Regions from separate parts of the Mus musculus genome. Here regions 1, 2 and 3 are each linked to region 4. Evidence: chromatin contacts called from public Hi-C and promoter capture Hi-C data. All regions are on one chromosome and are shown on one strand. The core of a region is the stretch at or near the end of the contact, and the rest is flanking DNA. Distances in the headings are between cores, read along the strand shown. Region 1 holds the start of 4933417E11Rik (RIKEN cDNA 4933417E11 gene). Region 2 has its middle 18 kb from the start of Gm4319. Region 3 has its middle 48 kb from the start of Gm28818. Region 4 holds the start of Fn1 (fibronectin 1).

What was found. Promoter capture Hi-C pulls out the DNA fragments that hold promoters and counts their contacts. A called contact is a pair of places that touch in the nucleus more often than the background predicts.
Region 1: a contact with region 4 is called in a promoter capture Hi-C map of liver, with 9 times the contacts expected there. The contact joins the promoter of 4933417E11Rik here to the promoter of Fn1 in region 4. A contact is called at or near these places in 16 of 39 promoter capture datasets (the 3T3-L1 cell line, 3T3-L1-derived adipocytes, the C10 cell line and 10 more), 1 of 15 datasets of contacts at CTCF or cohesin (the NIH/3T3 cell line), 11 of 484 Hi-C or Micro-C datasets (the C2C12 cell line, the Patski cell line, embryonic heart and 4 more), 11 of 115 datasets of contacts at active chromatin or transcription factors (cardiomyocytes, craniofacial prominence, embryonic limb bud and 4 more) and 3 of 9 other capture datasets (adipose tissue, liver and pancreatic islet).
Region 2: a contact with region 4 is called in a Hi-C map of the C2C12 cell line, with 2.7 times the contacts expected there. The contact joins the enhancer-like site here to the promoter of Fn1 in region 4. A contact is called at or near these places in 8 of 39 promoter capture datasets (the C10 cell line, cranial neural crest, embryonic stem cells and 5 more), 1 of 15 datasets of contacts at CTCF or cohesin (the NIH/3T3 cell line), 4 of 484 Hi-C or Micro-C datasets (the C2C12 cell line, the HL-1 cell line, bone marrow-derived macrophages and 1 more), 13 of 115 datasets of contacts at active chromatin or transcription factors (the NIH/3T3 cell line, cardiomyocytes, embryonic limb bud and 3 more) and 4 of 9 other capture datasets (adipose tissue, embryonic stem cells, liver and 1 more).
Region 3: a contact with region 4 is called in a Hi-C map of uterus, with 2.4 times the contacts expected there. The contact joins the enhancer-like site here to the promoter of Fn1 in region 4. A contact is called at or near these places in 8 of 39 promoter capture datasets (the 3T3-L1 cell line, 3T3-L1-derived adipocytes, cranial neural crest and 3 more), 7 of 484 Hi-C or Micro-C datasets (the N1E-115 cell line, liver and uterus), 4 of 115 datasets of contacts at active chromatin or transcription factors (craniofacial prominence, embryonic forebrain, pancreatic cancer cells and 1 more) and 3 of 9 other capture datasets (adipose tissue, liver and pancreatic islet).

What each region holds. Positions count from the first base shown.
Region 1 is chr1:72,002,025-72,007,884 of GRCm38.p6, reverse strand. It overlaps 4933417E11Rik (RIKEN cDNA 4933417E11 gene), which reads left to right and starts at 2,690. Exons shown (of 3, transcript NR_040454.1): 1 at 2,690-2,873. It also overlaps the pseudogene Gm5528.
Region 2 is chr1:72,139,264-72,144,658 of GRCm38.p6, reverse strand. No RefSeq gene overlaps it. Among named protein-coding and RNA genes, the nearest start is that of Gm4319, 18 kb to the right of the region's middle. Within about 2 kb of position 2,593, at least 32 of the 459 cell types and tissues checked have an H3K27ac peak or open chromatin away from gene starts, as enhancers often do. A contact at or near this core is called in the C2C12 cell line and the HL-1 cell line, where this site is marked.
Region 3 is chr1:71,944,579-71,949,789 of GRCm38.p6, reverse strand. No RefSeq gene overlaps it. Among named protein-coding and RNA genes, the nearest start is that of Gm28818, 48 kb to the right of the region's middle. Within about 2 kb of position 2,054, at least 14 of the 459 cell types and tissues checked have an H3K27ac peak or open chromatin away from gene starts, as enhancers often do. A contact at or near this core is called in the N1E-115 cell line and uterus, where this site is marked.
Region 4 is chr1:71,650,301-71,655,518 of GRCm38.p6, reverse strand. Fn1 (fibronectin 1) reads left to right here and starts at 2,285. Exons shown (of 46, transcript NM_010233.2): 1 at 2,285-2,687; 2 at 3,870-3,998; 3 at 4,820-4,957. The coding sequence starts at 2,537. Apol7d (apolipoprotein L 7d) reads right to left here and starts at 2,184. Exons shown (of 4, transcript NR_040308.1): 1 at 2,133-2,184.

The DNA.
Region 1 (5,860 bases), core at 1,441-3,940, 350 kb before region 4:
AGTTTCTGGTTTAGTCATGGGAATATGATCGTTCCTGGGTTCTTGTTCTTTGTTAATATTCAAAGGTCTCAGGTTAAGGCTTAGTGCTCGCTTAGTGAAAAGGAAACTAAGGGTTCTAAAAGGCACTTCAAGAGAGGCCAAAGAGCTGCTTAGCTAACGCAGATCCCTGTTGGCTTTTAGAATAAGGGTCATCTAACACTCCTGGGGAAGTGTCTGAGGAACTCTCTGGAGCCTGGGGAAGACTAACCCTTGGATTAGTTAGAAGATTTAGACTAAGGAGCTTCCACTTAAAATTCTAACAAACCAACTCTTGACTTCTAGGACCTGAACTGAGAAGCCAGGTCCCGCTGGAGCCACCGAGAAGGCTGCCGAGTAGGGTCTATGTTACTGTTCTTATGTTACAGGTTACAGGAGACCACGAGTCTCAGAGTCACCGTAAAGCTGGGGAGAGTAAGAGCTTGTACTCAAGAAAGATTTCATTTTCTATTAAACTCCCGACAGGATTACCCGGAAGACAAATATGTCTCCTAAATTTCAACCCTGGGTGAACCTCTTGGTTTTCTTCTATTTCTTTCTTTTTTAAAAAAAATTTTATTTCTTAAAAATATTTAATAATCACTTCTACAGGAAAAGAAAATGGTGTGTGCATTGAAAGTGGGGGAGACCCCAAGCTTATCTTTCTGTGAGTTTACACCCTCCCAAGTGAAGATTTCCTTTACTGGTAAATCCAGTGAGTTTTATAGCATTCTCAACTCTGGCTCATGCTTTGAATACCAAGGCTTGCACTGCTGAGATCTGTTCCACTATGGTTAATTTAGCTCCCTGGGAGGGTAGGGCCCAACTTCTCCAAGGACTACTAATACACACGCCAGTGCAGAGCTGCAGGGCTGTGTAAGTTTCAAGCCCAAGATCCTCTAGCGGTCTCATCACTGGAATACAAGGAAGAAAGAAATCCATTGTAGTATATAGGACAGCTTCATGTCAGTGTGGGGGCTGGGCTTGAGGGCATGTGAGTGTTCCTAAGTGCCTTTGGATAGCAGAGAAGAGAGTGTCACGGACGACCAGAGCAACGAGCGCCCGACAAAGCACTGTCAGTGAGAACTTCCAGGAAGCAGAGAAGAGGACATGCCCTGAGTCCTTTCTGAAAAGGACAGGATGGATATACAGTTGAATGTGCAGAGAGCACCATCATCACAATAGAAGGGACTACACCAGTGACCCCAAGCTTGCCTACTTCTGTTGTGCTGTGGGAATCAGGCATGCCATGTTTATCTGCTAGGAGGTTTTGCCTCCTCTGGGACCAGCAGGAAGGCAGTGTTATCTTCATTGTTTCCCACATCCAGCCCTAGAAAGTTTACAGAAGTTGGCTCTGGATTGACAGTGAAAAGGACAGGCCAAGATTGCAGATTCCCTCAATTTACATGACACAATAAATGAATGACTTCTCCATTGACAGATACCACTGTGGGGCCCACAGTGACAGAGTAACACAGCAAGATGAAAAAAGAGAAAGGAAATAAGAGACTTGGTATCTTAAAAATATCAAATTATTTTAATGCTAAATGGGCACTAAGAGGATCTGAACGGATACATAATTTATGTAAATCTATGTAAACGCAGGTACCAATTACAAGGAAAAGGATTGGGTGGCATTCCTAAAGGACCGGCCATGCTCTAAGCTGTCACCTGCCAGTCTGCTTCTCCCCGGGAGTTAGATTCACACCAGATGGCAGCAGTTAGAAATGAAGAAACCTGCTTCCTTGATCCTTCACCTTCCTGTCTAATTTACGCATCTGTGAACTTTGAAGTGCTAACACTGTTTTGGTTAGCGCTCAAGGACCCATTTAGGGATTGCAACAGGATGCTGGTTCTAGAGAGAGTGATTCCTGAGCGTGCATGCAGATTTTGCTAGGATCCTATACGGCATGTGAAGGTATTGTATGTAAGCTGTTTTGACCTTACAAGACAGGTTTTTATTCATTGCTGGGAAAACAGGAAAACCAAACACATTGCAAATCAGAAATCTCATTTTTTTTCTGAATCGACACATTGCAAATGTGCAGCTGAGCACATAGACACAGGCACGTGCACATCTCATTACTTCTGATGGAGCTGGTACGATGTCTCCGGTGAACTGCACTTCTGCCCCGATCACACACATGGTGTTCACTGGAGCTCTTTCCTCCATAAGAGTGTTCCCTAGATTACTAAGTCAGCACCATTATCCAAATAGACATCTGCTCTATTTTCTCGTTCATAATGATAATGACTAGCTGGGGTCACAAAGAATAGGCTTAATACATAGCCGCCAAATGGAAAATTTGAGGAAAGTGGAAGCTTCAGGAAAAAAAAAAAGTGTAATCGTGTTTTCCTATTCACTCAAAAACAACAAAAACACAGAACCAACTCACAAGCAAGCAAATGAAAAACAATACTGTCTTACACTAGTCATTGCGTTTCATTAGAATTTTCAGGGCTCCAGACCTAGGATTTAGAGGTCACGTGTTAAAGATTAGGAGAAGAGTTAAATGCTCAAAACCCACGGACTTCCAAGGGCCACTTGAAGCTTGCAGCCCGTCTAGGAGTTCCATCTTACTGGACCACCTCTGAGGAGATGTGGTACACTAGTGGGCAGTTGGTTCTGTTGGAGATCTGAGGAGCAGCCCCCCCCCCCCAATGCTAAGTCTTCAGTCCTGCATACTGGGAAGGGTGGGATGCAGGAATGGAGTCCAGAGGCTCTGGCTGCAACCCACCATGGTTCTGGCACTAAGCAAGAGCTGACCTTTCCTAAGTCAATATTGGAAACTCCCCTCCAGGAGAGTCCTGTGGTGTGAGGTCTGAGCACACACTGAAACCTCCGCGGAGATCCACAGGTGAATCATCTGATGGGGAGTGGAAGTGTTTCTAGGAACAGTCCCGCAGTTCCCGTTCTGCTTGTTAAGCTCCAAGCTTTCCAAATACTGCCAAGTATTGGGAGTTGTATTGAACTCCAGAATGTAACTGGATCTCAGAGTCCAAGTCTATGCACAGATCTTGTACATCTCATCTCTGAGAGATGAGATAATTAACTTATTTTTTTTTTTCTTGGTACTGGTACTTAATTTCTTTTGTACTTTAGGCCATGAATTCACATGCAATGGGCTCCAACAGCTCAGGTTCTTTTCCATTAGTCCTCACAAAGTGTGCTTCTCTGTATGGAGCAGGCTGGCGCTTCAGCTGCACCCAGGTGCCCTTCTCTTTGGCTTCCTTTTTCTTCTGATCATTCTCCTTCACCCGCTTCAGGAAGCTGTCTCTGCTCTTTGAGTGCTTGATGTACTCAGTCCGCACATTGATCCTCTTGGCCAGAATTTTGCCCTTAACCTGCTTGTTTACAATGATGCCCACGGCATGCTGGGTGACATTGTAGACTCTTCCAGTTTTGCCGTGGTAGCAGTTATGGGGCATTCCTTTTTGAACAGTGCCTATTCCCTTGATGTCTACAATATCACCCTTCTTGTAGATTCGCATGTATGTGGCCAAAGGAACAACGCCATGTTTCCTAAAAGACCTAGAGAACATATATTGGGTGCCTCTCCTCTTTCCCTTTGTGTTCGTCATTTTGGCGAGTTACTGGACGATGGCTGCGGCCGAGATAATTCACTTTTATGAACTTCATTTTAAGATAAAAGGAACAATCTTGAGAGCCCACGTGCTCTGTACATGAGATAAATAAACCCCCAAACAAACCCAGCTTGGTGAGCTCACGAGTGGGAGGGGGCAGAGGGGGCGGGGCTGTGAGGTCTTCTTTCTCAGTTTCTATATTCCAGTATGAAGCTGGAATGGGTCCTTGCATCGGAGGAGGGAGGAGTTCACTGGTTTTGAGCTTTTTCTCAGCTTGCCTTTTGGAGGAGCACTTGACATTCCTTCACTCTTTCCGAATCCCTGATGCGTTGTCTGGGCTTTGTTTTCTAAGGGTATAATTTCTTGGATGAGACAAATGTCTTCATTTTGTACATTGTGGTTGGTTGACACTGAGTGAAAACGAGAGTGTAAATCACCTACTCCAATTACGGGGCTGAAGACCAGGAAGTGCTTTGTAGTCATTAAGTGCTCTACCAATTTTTAAGGATAATGCATTTTTCATGTCAGTTTTATACCCGAAATTTATGTCAGTTAGCTACAAATATGCTTTGCTTTGAAATTCTCTGAGGCTTAGCCAGAGTTGATGAGACCTCAGAAGCTATAATAAAAGTCCAAAATGCCTTCACATAGCTTTCTTAACTCTATATGTCTGGCTTCCTCCGGATGCTGGTCCATTGATGGTAGCCCACTCCTCCTTATGTCTGTCAGCGGAGGTGGTACACTGGCTGGAAACTATTTTGCTATAAGCAATAAAAGAACTTGAGAATGTCTTAAATAAATTAGAGTTGGTTTTTCTCATATCATCAAAGGTCTGGAGGTTTTAATAGTTTTCTGATTGGCTCATTAGCTCAGTATCGCCAGGGCTGATGTCTCTGAGTCCCTTAGCTCTTCTGTCTTCCTTGCAATATGGTGTCTGCAGAACAGCGTAAACATTGGACCCTCTGTGTGAAAGGAGAAGGTGACGCCTTCTGGTTTTTGTTTTTAGTATCATTTAACCCCCCCCCCCTTTTGTGTGTCTCTGTGTAGGCATGCATATGCCACAGTGAGCATGTGTGTGTGTGTGTGTGTGTGTGTGTGTGTGTGGTCAGAGGACAGCGTTTTTTGAGTTGATTCTCTCCTTCCACTTCATCAGGTCTAGAGAGTAACTGCAGCTCACTGTGCTTGGCAGCTGGCGCCCTTATCTACTGAATCTTCTTGCCAGGCCCAGTGTTCTGGTTTTAAGAGAGGATCTTTACATCTTGATTTTCTTCCATTGAAAAGTAGAATTTAAATCCCCCAACCCTTCAACCCTGAGCATGCGTTTACGACCGCTTCAATCAATAGGACAGAGCAGAAATAAACAGCACGTCACTTTCCAGGCTAGACCATGAAATACCAAGCAGCTTCTGGAATGTTCTTATGAGGCACCCACTTTCTGGGGGGCTCCGGCTGGGTGCTCCCACTGAAAGTCTTCTCTTGGATTTTTCCTTTGAAAGTCCACACCAGCCACCCACGAGAAAGATGGAGAGGCTCCTAAAAGAGTCTCTAAAAATGGAAGACATCTGTGGAGTTCAGGAGCATGAGTCAGCACTGTGGATAATTGCTGTGTATTAAGAGCTCAGCAGAGCCTGCTGACCACACGGTGCACAGCAAGATGTTCTTAGCCCTGTGTTTACTCTCAGACTGTACATATTTTTTCAATCAGCCAGAGAGGCTTAGCTCTGCTTTCCGAAGCTGCATTTTGCTGTTCAGAGGACAGCTGGGCCTTCTCAGAGAGCATTCAGGCAAGCTGCATACTCTTTCCCTTTTCCTGTTGCATTCTTTGCAAGAGAAGAATGGGTTGGCAGTCTCATACTTTCTTACTGCTGAGAGTCCATTTTATAATGTCCTACTTTGTTGTGCCCATTAAGTGTTCTTGAACCTCAAAAGACAGCCAAGGAGCCAACTCTGATGCAAGCCAATTCTGATCATTTAAGGTTGAGCTTGGGCTACACTGCCATCTCTGATGCAGCAGGATGGGAGGGAGAAGCCCTGAGCTTTCAGTGGGACAAGGTTTTATAGGAAATGGTGAGCAAGTAAGCAAGTGAGGGGGGTTCTAGGCTGGCACATATCTTATTGGGGGGCTATTAAGGAATTTTGTTGTCCTTTAACATAACTGACTTGTGCTAGAGCCAAACCATAAACTTAACTTCTGCTTTCCTCCTGATTGGTGGTTATTAAGAAGTGAAGTGCCAGGGGCAGCCTTGTAACCTGTATGCAC
Region 2 (5,395 bases), core at 1,344-3,843, 490 kb before region 4:
GTGGCTGTGGAATTTCTTAAGATTAACAAACCTCAGAACATACAGAACATAACAGGGGATACGGTCAGCATGACCTATCCTGAGTCAGTTATTTTTCTGTGGCAATGACTGGCAGGCATATTACAGCAACAAGGTGAAATAGCTGGCAGGCATGGAACAAAATGGCTACAGCTCTGCTGGGGTGGGGGTGGGCACAGACCTCAACACAGAGAAGGGTGTAGCAGAATGGCAGAGTGCAGAGTCTCTCAGCTGCATCCCGGGGGTCTCAAGTGAGCAGAGCTGTAACAAGATGGGGAATTTGCATAACTTTTGTGACTGATTTCTTCAACTGTCAAGAGGAGGAAGGTAGTCTGAAGGGAGTATTGCAAGAAATATGTAGTATATGAGGCATATATGTGTGCATGCACACACACACACATATATGTGTGTGTGTGTATATATATATATATATATATATATATATATATATATATATATATATATCAGTGATTATCAATGCCTGCACACATAGGCAAATACATACACACACCTACAAACAAGCACACACATGCAATCACACGAACACACACACACACACACACACACACACACACACACACACACACACACACGAAGGCTGCCTAGAGTTCAGATAAACCACAATGTTTCAGCTATGAAGAGTAGCTTCTAGACTATTTTCATAATCCCGGCAAGTTAGTTTTAAATGCTGGGTTTGGGGGTCAGGTAGTTTTAGGTTTCTGGTGATACTCAATATAAGAAAACATGAATGAATGAATGAATAAATGAATGAATGAATGGTTATAGAGAAAATTGCATTACACCATGCTTTAGGACTATGTCACAGGTGAAGCTGAAAGGCAAAAGGTTAGAGGGTTGGTTCTTGGTTCTCCCTGAGAACTAGACTGGCACCGTCAGTAGGTGAGGAGTCCTCGGGAGGAGCCAGGAAGGTCTGTGGTCTCTCAGAAGAGTGGCAAAGCTTGTTTCTGTTTTTAAAAGTAACTCTATTTGGCCAGGCATGGTGGCACAGGTGTTTAATTCCAACACATGAGAGGCAGGGGCAAGAGGATCTCTGTGAGTTTGAGGCCAGCCTGGTCTACATAGTGAGTTCTAGGACAATGAGGGTTATGTAGAGAGACCTTGTCGTAAACAAACAAACATCAAAAACAAAACAAAAACCCTTGCTTATTTGGTCTGTGTGTGTGTCTCTACATGTCACAACATGCACGTGGAGGTCAGAGGACAACCTATGAGAATCTTGTTCTTCTGCCATGTGGGTCCTGGGGATTGTGCTAAGGCTCGATGGAAGTGAGCACGTTTACAACTGGATCCTCTCTCTGGCCCCGAGGACATTTCTTAAAGGATCCAATGAATACTCACTGAGAGGTGGTTCTTTCAGCAAATAGGCGGGTATTCCAGGGCAGCACCTTTGTGCCTGTCCACGAGAAGATTGTCTTCTCATGGAAAACCACTGCTGCTCTGTCTGCCGTGTGTAGCCTTTTGGGTTAACTAAGCTATGTCTTTACTGCAGTGCTGTGTATCCCTTGTCCAGTGCCCTTCTCTTGATTGTCACCGAAAGAAGTCAGATCCAAATTTAAAATGTTTACCCCCGGAGGTCCTAGAAACCCCAGAGGTTCAGAAAACAGGGAGGTGGGCTGGGTGTGACCCGAGGAGAGTAAGGGGAGGAAGATGAGCGATAGATAGAAGGGGAGATGAGCAGAAATGAGGAAAAGGTGTTTGGGTGCGTGTGTGTGTGTGTGTGTGTGTGTGTGTGTGAGTGAGTGTGTGTGTGTGTGTGTGTGTGTGTGCATGTGTGTGTGTGTGTGTGTGTGTGGCTTGGAAGGCCTAGTAACTGGGTGCCTAGTGTTCTATGCTAGAGTTCCTTCAATAGCACAGTTACACCTTATTAATGTTATCTATTTGAACATTATCATTGCAAATAATATTTCACTCCTCCCCTCCCCAAATCATTGGAAAAGACTAGGGGTAGATACCTCAGTACAAGAGTGTCTAGCATATACTAGGCTCTAGGTTGAATTCCAAGTACCACAAGTAGTCGAAGACATCTCTGCTCTAAAAATCATTGGCACACACTCCATTTATAGCTTTAATAGGTAGTTAGATAGTTTTCAGTTTAAGTAGTTCCCTGCAGAATTCACTATTCACCAGAGAGTTAAGAGTAGTGGGAAAAGATTGAAAGCAAATCCAGAATTTTTTTTTTTTTTAAAATGGACACCATCTAAATTTTACCATGTAAAAAACATCGTTAGCAAACAAACAAACCTACAAACCCACAGAGAACCTCTCTCCTCCAGGGACCCTTAGGCACTCAGTGTAGCCCTTAGGAAGAGGGGCTGAGGGGGTTCTCACCCCCCCACCCCTACACCACCCCCTCTTGCACCGAGGTTGTGTGATTCCAGGTCTCTCCGGAGCAATCTGTGCCTTTATCTGCGAACATCTGTAGAAACAACAGCATAAGGGCTTAAGTGAACACGCATGGGAATCTCAGGCAGTTGACAAATGAAGCTGATTTGCATTTTACAATAAACAACGGATCCTCCTTGCACGCGGAAGAGCAGTGCAGGATTCTGATTGAGCACTAGGTGTCGCTGTTGACCCATTCTGTTGTCTGGCAAGTCCGCCTTTGTCCTTAACACTACCAGAACAGTTAATTTCCCTTTCTTTTCTCTCCTTCCCTTCTTTTTTCTTCTCGCCCCTTTCCACCTTTCTTCCATTTTCTACTTCTATTGTAATCCTTCTTTAAAATTTATTTTTAATATATGATTTTATTTTGAGGTTATAACATAATCACATATTTCCTCTCAACACCCATATGTACTTTTGTTCTCTCTCAAATTTACAGCTTATTTAAAAAATTATGGTTGGGCTGGCAAGATGGCTCAGCGGGTAAGAGAACTGATTGCTCTTCCGAAGGTCCTGAGTTCAAATCCCAGCAACCACATGGTGGCTCACAACCACCTGTAATGAGATCTGACGCCCTCTTCTGGTGTGTCTGAAGACAGTCACAGTGTACTTATTTATAGTAAATAAATCTTTGGGCTAGAGCAGGCAGGGACTGAGCAATCAGAGTTGACCAGAGTGAGCAGAGGTCCTAAATTCAATTCCAAACAACCACAGGAAGGCTCACAACCATCCGTACAGCTACAGTGTGCTCATATACATAAAATAGATAAAATAAATCTTAAAAAATTTTAAAAAATTATTGTTATATATGTATATTTTGTATGTATATATTTCTAACTATGTAAATATAAAGTGCTAAGTTTGTATAATGTTTTTATTATAATGTTAATATATATATATATATATATACACACACACACACATATATATATAATTGTATACACACACACACCCACCATTTCAAGGCTGGCCACTTGGTTTTGTATAACCAGTCACAGAGCTCTTCCCTAGGTAGGTTACTTCTCACACTCTCATTATTCCTTAATTGCTTACAGGTTGGAGCCTCGTGAGACTTCCTCCTTCCTGGTTAGCAGGCCTATTGCCCTCATCCTTGTTCAAGTCTTGCTTAGGCAGCCATGACTATGAGACCCCATGGGTCTAGTTTCTCTGACATTTCTGAGAGACACAATCTCACAGCAAACTTCCTGTTTGCTCTGGCTTTGACAATCTTTCCTTTCTCTTCCATGGCGATCCCGGAGGCTAAGGCGGAGGGGTTGTGCTGTAGTTGAATCTGATGGGACTGGACACGACATGATCTCTTGATGAGCTGTGGTTTCCTCTAACAGTCTCCATCTGTTTCAAGAAGTTCCGTGGAGGAGGAGTGAGGATGCATTTACTCATGGGTGTAAGGACACCTGTTTAGAATGTAGTTAGAGACTGTGCTAGTAAAAGAGGTTTAATAAAGAGGTGGTTGCAGGTTCTCCTCCAAGATCCATGGTTTCACTAATCTGGGTAGTTGGCTTGGTTCCCAGTAGCAGACCTGGCTTCCCTCTTGTTGAGCCGGCTTGAAGTCCAATTAGAGAGCTGTTAGTTACTATCAATTTATTCGAGCCACCACTGTACCCTTAGGGCTATCGTGCCTTGCTGGGCATTGTTGTGGTTCACGGGCTTCATGGCTGGGGAGGACTACTGGTTGCTTCCATCCTTTGGAAGCTTGAATGGCACCTCCTGGTATCATAAAAGCTAGTCCTGGAGGGTGGGGGGTGGGGGCTGGGGGGAGCATTCAGGTCAGTTCCAGCTCAGGGGCCTCTGGGCCCAGTGTCACCTTCCACCTCTGGGAACCAGCCAAGGGCAACGGCAATAGCCCGCTATGTTTTGGGAATCTCTTGGATGCCCTTGACCAGCAACTTGAAAAGGAGAGTCTCATGTCTGGTGTTGGAGTCTTGTTAGATAGCCTATAGATTTTGTGGGGAATATTGTTAAACCCAGATGGGAAATTTTCATTTAAACTGTTCATGTCTATACAGACTTACATTATTTTATATAATTTTAGGTAGATAAATAATAATATGATTTCTTCTGACTTTGTTTCAGGCATCCTTACTGTTGTTATTATAATTTTACTTATTCTTGAAAATTTCACACATTTATGTATATAATGAAATATGATAATATCCACTTCCCTGCTCCCATCCTCTCCTTCAGACTCCTTCCCCAAGGACAAGGTTTTAAAAGCTTGAGTTAATACACACATTTTTATTTTTCTCCATTGACTTAGTTTAAAATTTTGTGATACATTTTAAAGGTTATCTCTTCTGGGGACCATTTATCAATTGACATCAAGAAGAAAGATGAAAGGTGGAGAGGTTTTCCTGAGGGTGATTTGGAATCAGAAGTTTATAATTATGAAGACTTCCAGGCCTCCAAGTTTCTGCTAATGAAAGAAAAAATAAACCAAGTTCCTCTGGGCTTGTTTGTCTAGTTCTTTTCTTTTCTTAAAAGATTTATTTCATTTTAACCTGTGTTTGTATCTGTGTCTATGTGCATATGTGTGCAGGTGCCCTCAGAATCCAGAAGAGGGTTTCAGGTCCCCAGCAGCTGGAGTTACAGGAGTGACCAGCCAGATGAGAGTGCTGGGAACTGAACTCAGGTCCTCTGGAAGAGCAGCAAGCACTTTTAGCTGCTTGCCGTGGAACTCACTCTGTAGACCAGGCTGGCCCCGTAATCAGAGATTTGCCTGTCTTTGCCTCCTGAGTGCTGGGATTAAAGATGTGAACTACCATGGCTGGCTTAATCTTACAATTTTAACTTTTTTTTTTGAGTCTCACTCTGTAGATCTGGACCTTGTTAAGTAGCCTAAATTGGTCTCAAACTTGAGGCAATCCTCCTGCCTCTGCCTTCCCATTGCCGAGGTTGCATCAGTTACCACACTTATAGCTGTCTCTTTTCTTTTAGTTTGTTTGAGACATGGTTC
Region 3 (5,211 bases), core at 805-3,304, 290 kb before region 4:
GTTTTATATCCTACTGTGGTAAACCTAGTTACTGTTCCTAAAGACGCTCACGCCCTAACGCTTTTATGTGATGGAAGTGGGGTTCTGGAGATAGAGCCAGGTTATTGCAGACAATTAGAATGGCTAACTGAATTACACAATCCTTACACGAGGAGACAGGAAGTCAGAGAAAAGAGTGAAGAAGAACAGAAGCAGGGGGTTGAGGAGACATCACGTGGGTCAAAGACAGATGAAGAGGGTACAAGTTAACGAAGATGCTGAGCCAGGAAGAGGCTTTATCCTGGAATCTCCAAATGGAAGGAGCATAGCCCTGGAGGTAATTTCAGGTTTCTGAGACCTAGAATGGGAAGATAACACAGTGGGTCTTTTGTTTCTTTGAAAACATAGTCTGCTTTGGAGCTTACTACATAGCTCCAGCTGGCTTCTGTTCACTGTAATGCTCCTGCCTCTGTCTCCCCTCCCAAGTGCTGAAATCACAGGTCCTCCACCATGCCTGGCTACATTCCTATTGCTTTAAAACACCATGCTGGTGCCAGGTTATTAATACATCAATACGTCTTGATTATTAAAGCTAACACAATTCTTCTTATTTATTATTTTTTCATATATATATATATATATATATATATATATATTAATATATATATACACATATACACATATACACACACACACACATACACACACACACACACACACACATACATACATATATATCCCAGAGGCACTAAGAGCATGAACTCCAGAGCCCAGCTATCTGGGAATGAGTTCTGTTTTCACCTATCTTGTTTTGGGGCAGGTTACACAAACATCTCTGTGTCTCTTTAAAACCAGGTGTAATCACGAGTGTTACTGCTGCTTACCGCAGAGGCTGTGACTCAAGGCTTGCTGAGGGCTGGACACAATCCCAGACTCAGAGTCTGTTTGCTGTTAGTATTCTTGTGTCTTTTCACAAGTTCCATCCATATTTAATCATATTTAAGAATAGCCAAGTGGTGGTGGTGGCCACCGTGGTACCTGCCTTTAATCGCAGTCCTCAGGAGGCAGAGGCAGGTGGATCTCTCTGAGTTCAAGGCCAGCCTGGTTTACAAAGCAAGCTCAAGGACTGTGTGAAATTCTGCCTCAGAAAACCAAAATAATAAATAAAACTTACATAGGATCAGAGATGAATGTTCCTTTGTTCACTAATTAGCAGCAACTTCATAGAGACCAACCAGTAAAATGATTGTTTATTTCCTTTTAAAACTCTTTGCCCTTTAAACGACGTATAATAACTGTAGAAAACTCCAGAAAGTACTGGAGAAAGTGTTAAGAATCCCATCATTCCTCTAGGTTCCATTACTAGCAATACTCTGATTTAGTCCCGTCCAGATTGCTCTAGATTTGAGGAAATCGTTGAGATTGAGGTGATATTTTACACAGATGTCCCTTGTAAGAAACAATTTTGTTCAAATCTACTACAGGAATAACCACCATAGTGCATGTGGAATTATGCATCATGGGCAGAACTGTATTTTCTCTTCTCTTCTCTTCTCTTCTCTTCTCTTCTCTTCTCTTCTCTTCAGTGTTTCAAGATGGCGTTTCTCTGTGTAGCCCTGGGTATTCTGAAACTCACTCTATAGGTCAGGCTGGCCTCAAACTTGGAGAACTGCCTACCTCTCTCTCAAAATATGGGATTAAAGTCATGCACCATCATTGCCTGGCCAGAACTGCATTTTTAATCTGAAGTTGGATGAAACCACAGCTCTGAAACCTATGGACATGAGGAGCCAACTGCACAGTCTTCCATCCTTCCTTTTGTTTTTCTCTTTGCGCATGTCAGAGCATCCCCCAAGGCACTGTAATGTGGCAGCGACTCTCATGTTGAGCTTCAGCATTTTAAAATTCCCATTACCATAAATAATGATGACAGGAATACTTTTGTGAATAAATCTTTTTTTCAACTCAATAAAAATATACAATATCAAGTTTACCCTTCTGTTTAAAAGTGTATAATTCAGTAGCATCAAGCACATTTACAATGTTGGGCAACTTTTACTACTGACTAATTCCAGAGCTATGCATAAATCACTCCCTGAACATTAGCTTGTTCCTGCATAATGGATTCATAGGGAGTAAAGCATTTCATTAAAGCAAGAAATATTTTTTTAACTATGTCCAGAACAGAGCTGTTAGTTGGTGTTCTGTTGCAGTGATAAAATACTCAAGAAAAACACCGTAATAGGAAATACTTATTCTGGTGCAAAGTTTTAGTCTATTAGCAGGCGCTATTGCTCCTAACTACAGAACAACATAACAGAGAGTAGGAGAGAGCATAGCTGCTTGCCTCATGGTGGCCTGGAAGCAAAAATAGAGAGGGAGAGACGAGGGACAGGATATAGTGCATGGATCAGGGCCATCCACTGGAACATGGGCAACTCACCATGAGCCTCACACGTTTGAAGAAAACTGACCCTTCCTCCCTTCTCAGTCCTGATCTGCCAATAGTTCTTCAGCTAGGGATGGAGTATTTTGAGCCCTTCCTCTATGAAAATCTTATTCTTATCTATTTTATATGTTGACTTGTGTGTAGTATCTCCTTTCAGAAGAAGATATTCCTAGGCAAATAAATACTTAAGAATAACAAGTCTAGACAAATGATTTCCAAATGTTCTGGCAGTTATCATATGGGAAGCTTGTTAAAAAATAGATCCCTCTAGGGGCCAGACATAAGTTCATAGACTTACAGCCACTTGAGTTTTGATGAAGATGTCAAACATTCACATTGGAGCATTTTTAATAAATAGTGCTGAGGAAAGTTCTACACGTAGAAGAATGAAACGTGATCCTTCTTTCTTACCCTGAACACAAATCAATTTCAAATGGGTCAAAGATCTTTGACCTGAAACTGTGAATGCCCTACGAGAACAGATAGGGAGTACACACCAGGATATAGGCTCTGGTAAGGACTTCTTGACAAGGACTCTGGTCACCCAGAAAATAAGACTAATAATCAATAGGTGGGGTTTTGTGAAATTAGAAAGGTTCTGTGTTTCAGCCAAGGAAATGGTTCATAAACTGAAGAGACATCTTGCTGAATAGGTGGAAAATCTACTAACTGTAATCTGACAGAGGGTTAAAGTACAAAAATATATAAAGAACTAAAAGCCAAGCAAACAACAGCAACAAACCCTAAACACCCAGAAAACACCATTAAAAAGTGGGCTGTTGCAGACATAGTGGCATGCCTGCTAATACCAGAACTCAGAAGGCAGGAGGAGGTGATCTGTGACTTCAGGGCCAGCTTGGTCTGCAAAGCAAGTTTCAGGAAGAAGAAGAAGGAGGAGGGGGGGGGAGGAGGAGGAGAAGGAAGAGGAGGAGGAGGAAGAAAAAAGGAAAAAGAAGAGGAGGAAGGACGAGGAGGAGAACAAGAATAAGGAGAAGGAGAAAAAGGAGAAGGAGGAGAAGGAGAAAAAGGAGGAGAAGGAAGAGAGGAAGCAGAAGAGGAGGAGGAAGAAGAGAAGAAAGAAGTGGAACAAGGGAAAGAAGGAAGGAAGGAGGAAGAAGAAAAGAAGAAAGAAGGAAAGAAGGAAAAGGAGAAGGGAGAAGAAATTGAAGTTTTTAATTGGGCATGGTAGTATATGGTTGAAATCTCAGGATTCAGAAAACTGACAAAGGATGATTACAGATTTAAGGCCAACCTGGTCTACAAGCAAGACCTTTTCTCAAGGAGGCAAAAAGAGCAGATTCCTAAGACCTTTTTGAGATAACCAGGAATAGAGCCTGGGAATGTGTTAACCACAGAGACTGTCCCAGAACCACACTGTGAGAAACTCTGCTAAATCCTGTTTCCCACAGAGCAGGATTTACAAGACAGTTCTAGCCAGTACACTGGATGGTCTTGAGAGGCATTAACTGCAGTTGGCTTGGTGTCATTTAAGGTTAATCCCCTCAAGATAAGAGATTTCCCTTGTCATTCTCCTTCAAGCCCTGGGAGTATACAAGAAGCCTCAGCTAGGTTCGAAGACACCACTCTTAGTTAGCTTACATACTTTCTAGTTGTGACAAGTTTTGTTGGATCTTTATTACCCTATGTAGTGCTGGTAAGATCGAGAAGTCTTAGCAGATGTGTGATGGGCAAAAGTTGTGAATATTGAAGTTCAGTGAGTTAAATGTAAGAGTCATTTGAAGTGCAAGCTTACTTCCAAAAGAGGCAGGTTAGACCCAGACCTAAGGGAGGAGGGTGTGTGTTGGGGTACCAACAGGGGCAAGAGGGGGTGTCTAAGAAGCTTTGAGAATAGCATTGGACACTGTGTTCTCCGTGGAAGGACAAAGTGGGAAATTAATCCTTCATAATTTACTTTGTGGCTCACACTGCCAGCCACCTTACCAGGGGAATACACTTCACTGTTTATTCATGTGGATGAATCAGGTTAAAACGGAACAACTTATGTCCATCTTCAGCTACACATACGTGAGTCCTTGCTGGATGGAAGAGTACTGTTCCGTGCCAGCTGGCAAGCCAGGGTTTGGCAGATGGCTTAAAATGCCCTGAGAAGTTACAGGCAGTTTCCCTCTTCTCTGCTGACTCACCGTACCTTGTAAGGCATACAAGGACTCCAGGAGTCTCGAAATGGGTCTCTGTGGAAGTATGCGAGAGACTGGATCACTACTGATGAAGAGAGTTTTGGGTTCTAAGGGAAACTCACTCAGGTATTATGGATTTCTTAAAGCTGACTCCAAATCAACAACCATGGTGTTTTCTGATGGAGTGTGTAGAATTCCAACAGGAAGTGTTATTTACAATGCGAGTGGCTTGGCTCTCATAATATTCATTGATCTTACTCATTGGAGTCTATTCCAATGTCTAATTGAGTGGATACATTTTGGTTTTGAAGTTGCTAAATCATTTCCCTTCGTAATAAAAATTGGAAATGGAGAGTGTCTGTCATCACTTCTTAACCATGGAAGCTTTCTGCTTAATTTTGTGTGTGTATAGATAAGAACTAAGGGTCAAAGAACTACCGTGGTTCTGTAAGAATTCCATCAATCATGGTCAAGACTAGATGCTAAGCAGTGCAGAAACTTGTGCCCAGTGACTCTTTCTTTTTGTACATCTTGTCCTTGTGAATAATGTTTCCTGACAGGACCCCACCCTCCTTTGCCCTGTGGGTCCAGTGCTCCGCTAATTCACAGATGAGCAGCTCAGAGTCTCCATCTTGCTTTGCTGGA
Region 4 (5,218 bases), core at 1,036-3,535:
ATTTCATTACCTCTGAGTTAGAGATAATCGACTTGAATTGGAAGAGATCTGGATGGGGGAAGGCTACCGTAGCAGGGCCAGTTTACCTTAATTAAGAAAATATCTCCATGTCCCAAATCAAAACCAAAACACAACTTTCAAGTCAAAGCATTCCTATAAAATTCAGCCAAATATTTCTGCTTGTGGGCCACCAGAGACATTTTCTATGGGACTGAAAGAGAAAACTTTCTTCTGAAATGTAAAGTGGGTTCCCCACAAACCTTTCCAATAAGTATATTATTTTAAAGTATTTTGAGTACGGTAAATACACCAAACTATCATATTTTTGTGACAAAATTCTTTTCTAACCACTTATTTCCTTCCTCCAGAATCTACCATATTTGTGGAAAGCCTTCCCTTCGGGTTTATCTAGCAAGCATCCTGATTTCCAGGTATCCTTCTCCCCCCCTGGAGAGAGCACTTCCCAGAAGTTCACTGTTTTACAAGGAGCCCTTTTATATCTGAAAGAGAAAACCGTTTTGTCAAGGGATGATGAGAAATTCCAAAAAAACTAACTCAGACGGGATTCTAAATTTGGGGGAATGTATGGCACTGGTTCAACCCTGAGTGTTGGTCACAAAGATTCTTGACTTATTTTACACTGCTTGTAAGAAACTGGTATTTGCTGTGGGTTTTTTTTGTGTGTGTGTGTGTGTGTGTTTGTTTTGTTTTTAGTTCTTTACATCAATAAAGATAAATGTTAATTTTGTGTCTTTAATGTGTTGAGGATTTTATAAAGCACACAAATTCAAATTATCCAAGAACCTGGTACAAACAACATATTTTGCTAGCTAGTAGCTTTAATATGTTCTCAAAGCAAAGGAGACCATGCGCCTAACCGAGGGAGAAAGCCAAGTTTGGGGTTCGGATCTGCTACTCTGAAAATAGTGGGCTTCTTGAAGGTCTTTTTGAAGCCCTACCAAAGCAACTGGGCTTGTGTGTGTCTGAAAGGTTAAAAAAAAAAAAAAAAAAAAGACCAACGTGTTAGAGCTGCTGGCTTCAGGGGGACGTCTCCTATTCCCTTTTCAACTTCAGTAGTGTAGGAAGTCCAGAGAATTTTCAGTGGAACTTTATACATTCTTGGAGCAGATAACAATTGAAATATAAAAAATCTGGCAGCGGGGGAGGGGTGGATAGTGGAATTCTGCCATGACTGCGAAGTCTGAAAATAAAATAAAATAAAATAAAATAAACGCCCGGACACATGCAAGGGGATTCGGGGTAAAGTCTGGAGGGAGGCAAGACATTAAATCTTTGTACCCATCCTCACCCCAACTCCCCCTTCAGAGGCCACCTAGGTTTGAGTGCAGATGGCCCAGTGAACGTGGCATGGACGGGAAGGGTCCCCCCGCCCCCCTTCATCAGCCAGTTCAACTTTTCCCCTTCTTAAGCTGTTCACTACTGCCCTTTTAAAAGAAACGGGCACCCCATCCCCAGGAAAGGAAAACTGTGCTTCACGACTTAGAAAAGAAACTTTCTGTTGCTTCCTCTTAGAGAGAAACTTGGTCCTGTGAGTTTCTCTGGAATCTGTAGAGCGCCGCGCGGAACCGAGGGCTGTGGAAGCTCAGGGAAGGGGGTCACCTCTGCCACGCGCTCACTCTCTCCCAGGCTCTTCCTTGAAACCTGGCAGGTACTGCGTGGAGAAACCGAGGTCTGAGCCTACCTAACACCATAAAGGCAAAGATAGGGGACCCTAGGCGGCGCCCAGGACCCAGGAAAAGCACCCAGAAGGAGCCGCCCCGCCCCGGGGCTGCAAAAGTGAAGTTTGGATTCCTACAGGGACAAGGTGGTGGCCACTTTATGACTTTTTCCCTTCCCACAAAATACACTCTGGTGTGCACAGACTTTTCTCAGAGGTGACGCAATGTTCTCAAACACCACCACAGCCACCAATTTAAAAAAAAAAAAGTTAAGAGATGAGGGGGGTAAGCCTTACCACCCCAGGCTTCCTTAGGCTCCAGCCCCTCCCTCCCTTTCCTTCGAGTCTACATCACTTTACAGCCGTTTCCCATCCCTACCCCCAATCCTCCTCCCAAAAGTTTGACGACCGCAAAGGAAACCAGAAAGGGGAAAAAAGTTCTCTAGTCCCAGACCTGGCGGGAGATCAGCATCTCTTTTGTTCGGGGCGAACCCACCGTACCCCGTGACGTCACCCGGACTCTGGGCCAATAGGCGCGCGGTCGGCGGCGGCTGCGGCGGCAGGAGGGGCGGGAGGAGTCGGACCGGACCCTCCTCCCCGGCGCGCAGGGCCTCGTGGGGGGCGGGAAGGTACTGTCCCATATAAGCCTCTGCTCTTGGGGCTCAACCGCTCGCACCCGCTGCGCTGCACAGGGGGAGAAAAGGAGCCCAGGGTGTGAGCCGGACAACTTCTGGTCCTCTCCTTCCATCTCCTTACCGGCGTCCCCACCTCAGGACTTTTCCCGCAGGCTGCGAGGGGACCCACAGTTCGTGGCCACTTGCCTCCTGGGGAGGGCGACTCTCCTCCCATCCACTCAAGATGCTCAGGGGTCCGGGACCCGGGCGGCTGCTGCTGCTGGCAGTCCTGTGCCTGGGGACCTCGGTGCGCTGCACCGAAGCCGGGAAGAGCAAGAGGCAGGCTCAGCAAATCGTGCAGCCTCAATCCCCGGTGGCTGTCAGTCAGAGCAAGCGTGAGTACCGACAGTCTGGTTCAAACCGGCCGGCGGCAGGGATGGGTTGGTCCTCAAGCGCCCGCTCAAGTTGTGGCTAAAGTTTTTGCGCGCGTGCGTGGCTGTGCGAACGTGTGTGAGTGCGCGCTTTATCGAGGGAAACCAGCTGTGGACACAAAAGGCTTAGGTCTGAACAGGCTGGTTGCTGGTGAAGTGGAGGTAGGGACCGTCTGTTCTTCCCCTCAAGTGCGCTAACAAATTCTACACCTTCAGTTCGCCCTTCCAGGAACCAAAACGTGTGAAAGAGAAAAGAGACACGAACTTACAAATTTTACATCAGAGATTATTGTGGTTCCCCTGATCCTTATTTTCTTTATCAGCAAATAGCTGGTTAAATATTTAACACGGGGAGGAGGTGAGACTATCTAAATAGGTAGTTTCTTACCAACTTGAAAGAGATGTTAGTTGGCTCAGTGCTTTGGGGGGGGGGGGGTAGCCTAGGATTCTTTCCCCAAGAGCAAGGATAGCCATTTCTCTTCCAGTTTTTCAGAGACACACTCTTCCTTTATCTTGGGCTAGAGGAAAATTTAAAAGTTCTCCCTCCTTTTTTTCTTTTTCTTTTCTTTTCTTTTCTTTTCTTTTTTTTTTCTTTTTTTTTTTTTTTTTTTTTTTTTGCCATGATCTCACACTGTAGCCTAAGCTAGCCTGGCATTCTCCTGTGTTGTCCAGGCTTGTGTGTTCAACTTGGGAGCAATTCTTCTGCCTCAGTTTCTACAGAGCTGGGGTTATTGGCATAGTCATCAAGACACCCAACTTAAGTTTTCTTTCTTGTCTTTTTGTTGTTGTTGTTAAGAGTATTGAAGCCCTCAGGATTTAAAAGTAATTTCTATTTCTGGCCTCTCAGAGTGTTTCAAGTCTGCTGAGGTAGTTCCCCTGCCCATAAGGACATGACGTCATTGTATAACTTTTACCCAAGTTAAAAGATAAGAAGGAAAAAACCCCTAAACATCCATCTACATAAACAATGCTTAAATCTTTGATTAGCTAGTTTCCACATCTGAACTTTAGTGGAATATTGCTTTTAAGAGTTTTTTTGTTTGTGCAGGCTCACCAAGTCAGTTGGCAAAATTCAGTAGTTTTGTAGGGGAAAAAAGAGAGGGAGGGATGGAACTGTTAATAACTTTCCCCATCAATTCTTCGCAGCTGGCTGTTTTGACAATGGGAAGCACTATCAGATAAATCAGCAGTGGGAACGGACCTACCTAGGCAACGCCCTGGTTTGTACCTGCTATGGAGGAAGCCGGGGTTTTAACTGCGAGAGCAAGCCTGAGCGTAAGTGGAAGGCAGTCTGGGCCCTGGCAGAGATGATGCTCTAAGTAAAACCACATTTGCCTTCTCCTCCTCCCTGCTCCAGTCGCTTGTAATTCCCTCTTATTAGACTTCTTGCACTGGCTTTTCACATGCTCTTACCTCTAAAACAAATGTAATCCACACGAGTCTCCAAAGCCGCCTTTTTATTCTCTTGGAGCTTTTGATTAGAAAATGAGAGGTTTTGCGTGTCTCCCTTCAAAAAGAAAACTTATAAAAGTTTGCTTATAAAAGTTTAATTTATTAGAAAGTGATCTCGGATCTTTTGGCTCCCAATTATGGGCCAGAAGTTGCTTTGAGGCACTGGGTTGTAAAGTGATTTGTTAGCTGCAGTTCCGTGAAAAAAACAAAAACAACAACCCACTACCACTTCGGAGACTCCTGAAGCCCCTTGATACGCTTCCGGTGAGCTACAGCAGTCCCTTCAGAGAGGCTGCTGAGGGAGGGTACAGGACAAATGTTTCAGTGGGGCTGACAAAGGCCAGCCACTGCTGGGAGGCCGGCAACCTTCAAACTGTTTGTGTCCCTTGTGACCCTTGAATTGATTTCCCTGGTTTGAGACTGGAATTTGGAATCTTTCCTCTGCAACTCAGCTGGTCACAGGGTGTGGCTTTTTCCTGGGAACTCTTTACATTATAAATAAGGGAACCGCTGAGAGCTGGCCAAAGGTCAAGAGCTCTGGTTTTATTAAAGCCTAACTTAAAAACTTGTCTCTCTTAAGTTTCAGAGTCGCCATGTATGTGTGTGAGACTCACATGGACTTTTTTTTTTTCCCCTTTCCACAGCTGAAGAGACTTGCTTTGACAAATACACTGGGAACACTTACAAAGTGGGTGACACTTATGAGCGCCCTAAAGATTCCATGATCTGGGACTGTACCTGCATCGGGGCTGGGAGAGGCAGGATCAGCTGTACCATTGCAAGTAAGAGAGGCCTTCTGTGGAGTTATTGAGGTCACATATACACACTTCCCTCTGGCCTGTCCTTGCCTTTTCCTGTTATCCCTGACTGAATAGTGAATACTTTTTACTTCAATGACCAAACCCCATGTCGTCACCCACCTAGCTCCTCTACATCTGGAAGATGGATCTAAGCAGAGATGGAATCTCTCTGTCTCTCTCTCTGTATGTGTGTGTGTGTGTGTGTGTGTGTGTGGACAGTGGAAGATCTCTTGGTTCTTTTCA